3 separate regions of the Mus musculus genome follow, and regions 1 and 2 are each linked to region 3. Evidence: chromatin contacts called from public Hi-C and Micro-C data. All regions are on one chromosome and are shown on one strand. The core of a region is the stretch at or near the end of the contact, and the rest is flanking DNA. Distances in the headings are between cores, read along the strand shown.

What was found. Hi-C and Micro-C count contacts between places; a contact is called where the count stands out from the background.
Region 1: a contact with region 3 is called in a Hi-C map of the MC38 cell line, with 5 times the contacts expected there. The contact joins the promoter of 6430548M08Rik here to the enhancer-like site in region 3. A contact is called at or near these places in 1 of 39 promoter capture datasets (liver), 1 of 484 Hi-C or Micro-C datasets (the MC38 cell line) and 2 of 115 datasets of contacts at active chromatin or transcription factors (both in embryonic stem cells).
Region 2: a Micro-C map of muscle stem cells shows a contact between it and region 3, with 7 times the contacts expected there. The contact joins two enhancer-like sites. A contact is called at or near these places in 1 of 484 Hi-C or Micro-C datasets (muscle stem cells), 1 of 115 datasets of contacts at active chromatin or transcription factors (embryonic stem cells) and 4 of 9 other capture datasets (adipose tissue, embryonic stem cells, liver and 1 more).

The regions. Positions count from the first base shown.
Region 1 is chr8:120,112,890-120,115,589 of GRCm38.p6, reverse strand. 6430548M08Rik (RIKEN cDNA 6430548M08 gene) reads right to left here and starts at 1,438. Exons shown (of 13, transcript NM_172286.4): 1 at 1,273-1,438.
Region 2 is chr8:120,151,530-120,154,297 of GRCm38.p6, reverse strand. It overlaps 6430548M08Rik (RIKEN cDNA 6430548M08 gene), which reads right to left. Exons shown (of 13, transcript NM_172286.4): 6 at 1,664-1,859; 7 at 827-867; 8 at 298-376. Among named protein-coding and RNA genes, the nearest start is that of Cibar2, 25 kb to the left of the region's middle. Within about 2 kb of position 1,492, at least 54 of the 459 cell types and tissues checked have an H3K27ac peak or open chromatin away from gene starts, as enhancers often do. A contact at or near this core is called in muscle stem cells, where this site is marked.
Region 3 is chr8:120,318,357-120,321,103 of GRCm38.p6, reverse strand. It overlaps a transcript of Gse1 not described here. Among named protein-coding and RNA genes, the nearest start is that of Gm32968, 7.9 kb to the left of the region's middle. Within about 2 kb of position 1,438, at least 58 of the 459 cell types and tissues checked have an H3K27ac peak or open chromatin away from gene starts, as enhancers often do. A contact at or near this core is called in the MC38 cell line and muscle stem cells, where this site is marked.

The DNA.
Region 1 (2,700 bases), core at 189-2,688, 210 kb after region 3:
AAAAGAGCATCAGATTCTGTGAGGCTAGGGTTACAGGTGGCTGGGAGCCCCCTGAGGTGGGTGCTGGGAACTGAACTCTGGAGCTCTCAAAGATCAGAATATGCTCTCAAGGGCTGGCTGAACCGTCTCTTCAGCCCCTTGACGTTTCCTTTTAACTCGATGACTTTCCGCTTGTGAAAGGAAGACGAAGAAGGGAGAAAAGGAAAGAAAGCCGGGGTATTCACATGACTTGCCCACTCAATAGCTCTCTAGGGGCGCAGGGGGTTGGGAGGCTGTCCTCAGAGAAGCTCCCTCAGCGCCATTTGGGGTTATTCTAAAACCACTTACCTTGGAAGAAACAAACATTGCCATGAAGATAGAATGCATTTAGCATCTGCGGAGATAACTCACTTCAATTTCTTTAAGATTTGTGATGCGCGTATACTTGTGACATTCTCAAGAGATAGGAGTCCACTCCACATGAGCTGACACAGACCATCCAAAAGACAACCATCCCAAGAAACTTCTGGATTGCAACAGAGACTGAGCTAGCTCATCATCACCAACCAGAAATCACCAGTGTTTGAGGGGAAAAGAAAATCCCAGGTGTCAACTTTTTCCACGGAGCCCGTCAAAACAGCTTATCTGCCATCTTGGTCCTCAAAGGCCTAAACATCCCTACTTCTGACCACAGTGTGGAAAAGAGGGAAGGGATGCGGCTCACTAATGCCCGAGCCTCTTTGCCCTGTCTTGGGGTTCATGCTGTGTCGCTGTCCTGCTTTCAGGATTTGGGAGGGAGGCAGATCGAAGGGAATGAATCAGAACCTCAGCATCGGGTTACAGGCTGGATCCCAGCTGGGGCGAGGGTAGCCCGGCCTGCCAGCTGCCAGCTCACCTCTACCTCTGACTCACCACCGGGACAGCTCCACGTCGGGGGCCCAGCCCGTGCCAGCGCACCTGCGCCGGCAGAGCCGCGCTCCCGCTCACTCCGTAGGTCGCACCCGTGTGCGGCACTGGACTGGACCGCCGAGCCTGCTTCCTCCTCCCCTTGTCACCTTCCCACGTCTCATCAACCCTGCAACTCCGGGCGAGCGCAGACCCGTGCATGACTGGGTCCGAGTCTTCCCAAATCCTAGAAGCGGCCTCGGGGTCCGAGCCTTCCCAGCCCGCTCCGGCGCGGTCGTGGCCTCTGAGCAGCTCGCGGCCCTCCACTGAGACCAGCAGAATGACAGCCCTGCCCGCCGCACCGGCCGTCCAGCCGACCCGCCCACGCCGCCAGCGACCCCTCCTCACCGGTCCCGGCGCAGCCACGCCGCACAGCCCCTCGCGAGCGCAGCACCGCAGCCCGAGGCCCTCTCGCCGCGGCGGCCCGCGGGACCGGGCAGGGGGGCGGGCAGGACGCCGTCGGGTCTGCAGCTGCCGCGGATGCACCGCGCGACCAGCCGTGCCGGGTCCTTCTGAGGCGCGGCGGAGCGGGCTGTCAGTCAGCGGGAGCGCCCCGCCCCTTTAGGTGCACGTGACGCGCGAGCAGTCGGGCCCTTTGGATGTGTCGCGGAGAGAGTTGTCAGTCAACAGGGGGCGCCACGCCCAGTCCCACCCTCCTCCCCCGCGTGACGTACGAGTTCTCTGGAGCAAGCCGGGAGCCACGCCTCCAGAGCACCACGTGACTCGCGAGCTGTCACTTTTGCTGGGAGCGCCGGGCCTCGCTCAGCTCCTGTACGCAGGCGCGGGAGCGCCCCTTAGTCCCTGCGCCTCCCGACAGCCGCGCGGGTTCGCTCAGGAACAGAGTTCCAGCAGAGGATGACTAGGTCGCGGCGTTTTTGCGCGCAAAAGTGGTTTGGGAGAGGAAGGTGACCCTCGAGGCTGGTCTGGCCTGGGGTAGCAGAGTCCCAGCGTAGGTCCCGTGGACCCACACGCCTTTGAAGGCGCGAGTGGCCAGCTGAGTCCCGTTTGTCTTCCGAAAGGCGTGTCTTTAAGAGGCCAGTAGATTTGGCTCTTTTCATAAATAGGAGTAAGCACAACGTCCAGCCATTCAGCTTCTCCCACATCTCTTCAATAAAGAAATAACAAAGAGGCTGGGGGGTGGAGCTCAGGGGCGGGTCACTGCCTCTGAGTGGTCAAGGTCCTGACTCCCATGCCCAGCACCAGGGAGGAAAAGGAAAACTAAAGAAAACCAAGGCCGAACTTCTGGGATTTTTCTGAAGTCCTGAGGGTTAGGCAGGGGGCTGGAGTTCTGCCAATCAGGAAGATGATATAGATGGTGGTAACCGAGCACCTGCCCTTTGCTGACAACAGATGGGAAGATCTGTCCAACTAAGGCTTCTTGGGAAAGTTTAAGAGAGCCTTAGGAAAGGCTGGGAGCTAAAGTTCTTGGAAAGTTTAGGGACACGTGGCCACCCCAGGAGAAGGTCTCACACCTAGACGTCTGCGTGTGAGAACTTGGTGCCAGCTCTGGAGGGAAAGGGTGGGTGCTAGCCCTCATCCTTGTGTGGACACTAAGGACAGCTGCTCTGAACAGAGTCCAACAGACTATAGATAAGGCTCAGAAAAGTTGTAGAATGTGAGGGGACAGTGCCGGGGCTAAAGGAACCCTCCCCTGTTTCAGAGAAGGAAGATGGCACTAGGTACCAAGTTCTGTAACCCTGACCTCACCTAGACAGCTGTTGGGGAGCACTGAAGACAAATGTAGTCACTAAGGGATCCCATTCCATATTGAGGAAC
Region 2 (2,768 bases), core at 243-2,742, 170 kb after region 3:
CCAGTGTGTTACGAGCTCCATTCTGACTTCCGTGTGCTACGTGCATGGACCCACAATGGAACGGCTGCTCACACGGCCACTCGGTTAGCCCCTGGGGAGCTGCCAGGCATTTCCACAATGGTCCCCATGGAGAGTCAGATGTCTTCACATCCCTACGAACACTTGCTGGCATCTATCATCTTGCCGTGGCTACCCTGGAGGTGAGGACGGCCACCGTCCTTGCTGGAGACACGGGCAGCTGAGGGACTGGGCAGCCGCTGCGCCGGGTGGGATGGGCAGAGTGTCCATGGGCCTTACCAGATGGGCTGCTGCCTCAGGTGCGTGTACAGGTAAACCTTCTCCCCCTTCTGCTCATCCTCAGGGCTGATCATGGTCACTGCAGGAATAAGGAGATCTGAGGGCGGCCTGGGCTGGGCTCCCCACGGGCAGATCCTACAGACCCTCAGCTCGCTCTGCTTCTCCACAAAGTCATCACGTTACACTGTCCAAACTCCACGAAGCTTTCTGCAGCCTTAGATTAGGGCTTTTTCCCTATGTGAACCCTGAAGTGGCACCCTCCCTCTGGTTGAACTCCCCTGCGGTTAGGGATTTCGTATTTCCTTAGTCTGCTTAGAAAGGCAGCAAAGCCCTTTCTTTTGCTACTTGCTTGCTCTTGTTGCTGGCTAATGGTGAGCCAGTTTGAGGCCTGGATGGTGCGTCTTGGTTAAGAGGCCCGAGAGGTAGACTCTGCCTTCCTTTGGGCACTCCTTAATCCCAGGCATCAGCCCCAGGTTCCCCCTTGCTACAGGCCCCACCCCCTAGGCAGCCCAGAGAGCTGTGTTCTTACCAGTCTTCGTCTGTCTGTCCTTAGGTTTGTTCTCATCTTCCCTGGAGGGAGAGACCACAGCAGTAAGAAGGAGCCCAGGCCCTCACATGCAGATGCTGCCCCATTCTCTGTGCAACTCCTCTGAGGAGAAGCTGGGGGTCAGTGACACAGTGGCAATTGGCAGGCTGGGGACTGAGGCCTGTGGTGCTGAGATTGCCTGGTACCATTTTCTGTGGGCCTACTGTGTGGACATGGAGGGACAGGTGGCATACCCTGGCTATAGCCAAGCCTTAAGCGGTGCAGGTCCCTGGATGGTTGTCCTTGTACTGTTGTGCCCTCTCCTTAAGATGTCTCAGCTTCAGCCCCCCTGTGACCAATGCACCCATCTTAAGAGCTCTCTGGGGCCCGGTCTAGTGGCTCATGACTTTAATCCCAGCACTCGGAGGCTCAAGGCCAGGCTGGTCTACAGAGAAAACTCTAGGACAGCCCGAGCCACATAGAGACCTTGTCTCACACAAAACAACAACCATCATCTGTTGCAAGAGCAGCCTCTCCCGGAGACATTGCGCCCAGGGCTTTCCTGGCTTTGCTCACATTAACTCTCCCGGCAGTGGCAGGAGGAAGGAGGGACAGAGTGTTCAACTTCCTGTTGCCAAACAACAAAGCCACAGGCTCCTGGCAGCCCAGGAAACATGGTTCCTGGACCCCGCCTGTCAATGAGTGGACAGCATGTGGAAGCTCTGGGGTGCAGAGTCGTGCTGGGCTGGCAGCTGTGTGACTCAAGAACAGCTGCAGGGCCAGGACTAGGTAAGCCACACGCTCCTCCCATATAGTAAGCTCAGGCTGGGGCACACTCACTCATTTTTCCTGACCAGCGGTCCTTTCAGCTTGGTCTCCAGCCCCCCGAAAAAGCCTTTCATGTTCTCTGTGTTCTTCAGCAGCCGCTCGGCAATGTCCTTCTTCTCTGCCAGCCAGCTGTTGGCTGACTTCAGGTAGGAGTCAATACTGCCTGCTGGCTTCTCCCTGGGCTCTGTCGGGGGCAGCTGGGGCTTGCCTTGAAAGTGGGGAGAAATGGAGTAAGAAGCAGTCTGCAGCTCAGATGAGAGAGAGAGAGAGAGAGAGAGAGAGAGAGAGAGAGAGAGCGCCTGAAGGTGCTTCCCAGGGACTGCAGGACAGGAGGTGCTGCCCTCAGTCTCCTCAACAGGGTAGGTGGTCAGAAGCAGCTGGCTTAGCAAGCTCCCCCAGAAGGGAAGGCCGGGCCTCTCCGGAGTGTTCAGTAAGCACAGACTACACAGAGAAGTGGGCAAGAGCCAGGTGGGAGGGCAGAGGTAGCCAGAAGGAGCTGGCATCTGGGAAGAAGAGAAATCTACACTGAGAGCCACACAGCAGGTCTGAGAGACCAGAATTCCTTCCTTAGGGCAGTGAGTGGAAGTAACACCACAAAGGAAACGCCGATGGACTCCGACTGGGCGAATAGGATAAAGCTTTCTATTTGATTTGATGGTAGCCAGTCAAGCAAACAGCCTGCCATGATCTATAGCAATTGGGCCATTTGGGGATGCTGGGAGCAGGAGACCTGGAGCACGTGCAGAAGCGGGCTGTTAGGGACTACTCGATTACCCATGCCCAGGCCTCCATAGGGAGGGTCCAGCACCCTCCCTGAAGAGTTGAACTGGTCTCTTTTGGCTGGCTGCAGGGCTCAGCACAAGACACCCTATAACTCCTGCACACTGGTCCTTTCAACACCATGAGCCAAAAGAGACCCCTAGGCTCTGTACCTTTGCTCAGTTATCCCCAGCTACCCCGGACTCTTCCCAGGATAGCCTGCTCTGAATTGTGCTTTGCTGGAGCAGAAAGCTGAGTCCCCACATGTAGCATTCCTGCCTCCTGTCATTTCCTTTGCAGTGTGGACAGCCATGCCCTGACCCCAAGTGCATCCCACATTTCCTCCCACACCGGGAGT
Region 3 (2,747 bases), core at 189-2,688:
AAGTATATATTCTTGGGCTGGTGAGATGGCTCAGTGGGTAAGAGTACCCGACTGCTCTTCCGAAGGTCAGGAGTTCAAATCCCAGCAACCACATGGTGGCTCACAACCATCCGTATCAAGATCTGACTCCCTCTTCTGGAGTGTCTGAAGACAGCTACAGTGTACTTACATATAATCAATAAATAAAAAATCTTAAAAAAAAAGTATATATTCTTTTGGGGATGTTCATTGAGAACTTCCCCTCAAAGACCATTTTTGGGGTTCAGTGTTCATAACGGTTACTCTCGACTGTCACTTGGCCAGATCAGAATCACCTCTAAGAAACAAGTGTCCAATCACGTTTGTGAGGAAGTTTCTAGACCTAATTATTGAGGGGGGGGGGGAGACTCAGTCTGACTGAGGGCCACAACACGCCACAGGCTGGCGAGCTGAGCACCAGCATCCGACTCTGTCTGCTTGCTGACTCTGGATGCCATGTGCCCAGTGGTCTCATGCTCCTACCTCCATGCTGGATTGTCCTGTCAAACTGAGAGTAAAAGTAAACACTTCCTTCCTGCCTGCCTGGCTTCCTTCCCTCCCCTCTCTCCCTCCCTCCCTCCCTCCCTCCCTTCCTTCCTTCCTTCCTTCCTTCCATCCATCCATTGCTTTTGCAGGACATTTTATCAAACCAGAGAGAAAGGTACCCACTCCAGTCTGGGTTTGGTTTTTTTTCCCTTTCTGTATCCCACCACTCCCAGCATGGGGTCGGAGTCCCATGGGGGCGGAGTCAAGTCTTTTTAAATTTTATTTATTTTATTTTATGTGCATCGGTGGTTTGCCTGCATGTATACCTGTGAAGGCGCCAGATCTCCTGGAATTGGAGCTACAGACAGTTGTGAGCTGCCATGTGGTTGCTGGTAATTGAACCCTGGTCCTCTGGAAGAGCAGCCAGTGCTCTTAACTACGGAGCCATTACTCAGCCCGGGGCTCAACTCTTAATAAATGGATAAGAAAACTTCCCTTAGCAATAGGCTATAGGAGGATGCCCACATTTACTAGAAGGCCTCCTGATGTCATGGGTGTCCCTACCTCCAACCAGCCAGACCGACACCCAGGTACCTCAGAAAGCAACAAGCTGCAGGTGTATTCCACCATCCCGCTAGCTCCTCCCACACGTGCCCTATGGCCCTTGCTGGAAGGCACCAGCTCCTTCTGATGCCTCAGTTTCCTTAACTGTAAGATGGGAGCAACCTGGATGTGGCACCCGGGTGGGGGTGCTGTGAAGGTCCAAGGAACAAGTCCAGGTATCATTGGTACAGGGCAGGCTCTTTGTCAAGTAACAGCCACTTCATGTCTGGGGCTCATATAGACAGACAATTGAATCGACAGGGTCAGCGCAGAGGACAGGCACTCCTGCGCCCTCTGGTGGCAGGGAGGGCTTCGTGCAGGAGACAGGCAGGAGCAGCACCTTGGCTGACCACCGGAGGGCAGCCACACCCAGGCAGCTCCCTGGTAGCACCCTTGGGTGTGACTCAACAGAGAAACCCAAAGATGGACCCACTCACTTCCTGGCCGTGTGCTGACCTCTGTGTGACTGGACCTGAGGCTGGAAAGGCCACAGGCCATGGGCTACAGGGTAGGCCTCCGGTCACTTGGCTACCTGTCCTGATTGCTAGGCACTTGCTGGGCTTAGACAGCTGGTGCATACCACATCCCTCTCCTTTTTCTGACATGGCCACACAGCATCATAAAGAAGTGGTCACTTCTGCCTGTTTTCCTGCATCGCTGGCCAGGTGGGACACAGGAGGGACAATGCTAGGGCCCCAGGGTCACTTCCTGGGCCACAATGTCAGCAAAAACGTGCATTTTTGTTCGAAGTAGGGGTGTGTGTGTGTGTGTGTGTGTGTGTGTGTGTGTGGTGTACATGCACACATATACACAGATGGAATCTAGAGGCTGTACCCTGTACCTCTGTAGCCCACACTGACCTCAGACTTGTGACCCTCCTACTACAGCCTCCCAAGTTCTAGAATCACAGGCCTGCACCACCATGCCTGGCTGGAAAATATAACCATTTTCACTGCAGGAAACAACAGCTCACGGGAAGGGGAGCTATTTGTTAAAGCAGCGAACACTGACTGCCGCCTACTAGAGTAAGCCAAGAACTGACCCTGGGGAGCTCAGGTGTTTGGTTTAAGAGGAGCCGCCACCCCCATTCTGTATCACTGGCTAGGGGCACCTATGAAAACCTGCAGTCTCCTAGACCCCATTCCAGCCATTCCAGTGGCAAGGCCTCGCCAGGCTAGCCCTGCAACCCAGCCGGCCACTTTGTGACTCAGCCACTGGAGATGACGCATCGATGCCCTGAAAGCCATGGGTCTCGGTAAATCCCCACAGAGGGATCCAAGGGGGGCCTGGCTCGGGCAGTGACGACCCACTGAATTCTGTTAGGGTCATCCCCTGAACAGGTAGGATAAATCTCGGCTGGTCTCTGTCAGAACTTGGCTGAGTCATTGAGGATTAAATTAATAATGATTAATTGGAGGCTCCTGAAGGCTGAACGGCTGGGAAGAAGATTAGAGCGCACTCAAGCAGTCTTTCCTCCCTCTCCTCCTCCTCCCCCTCCTCCATCCTCCCTTCTTCTCCTCCCCCTCCTCCTCCTCTTTGATTTCTTCTTTCCCTTCTCAGCCCACCTCCCAACACAGGACATTCAGACGGGAAACTGGAAGAGTACAGCTGAGGTATGATATGGCAGCCTTGCCAGGGGC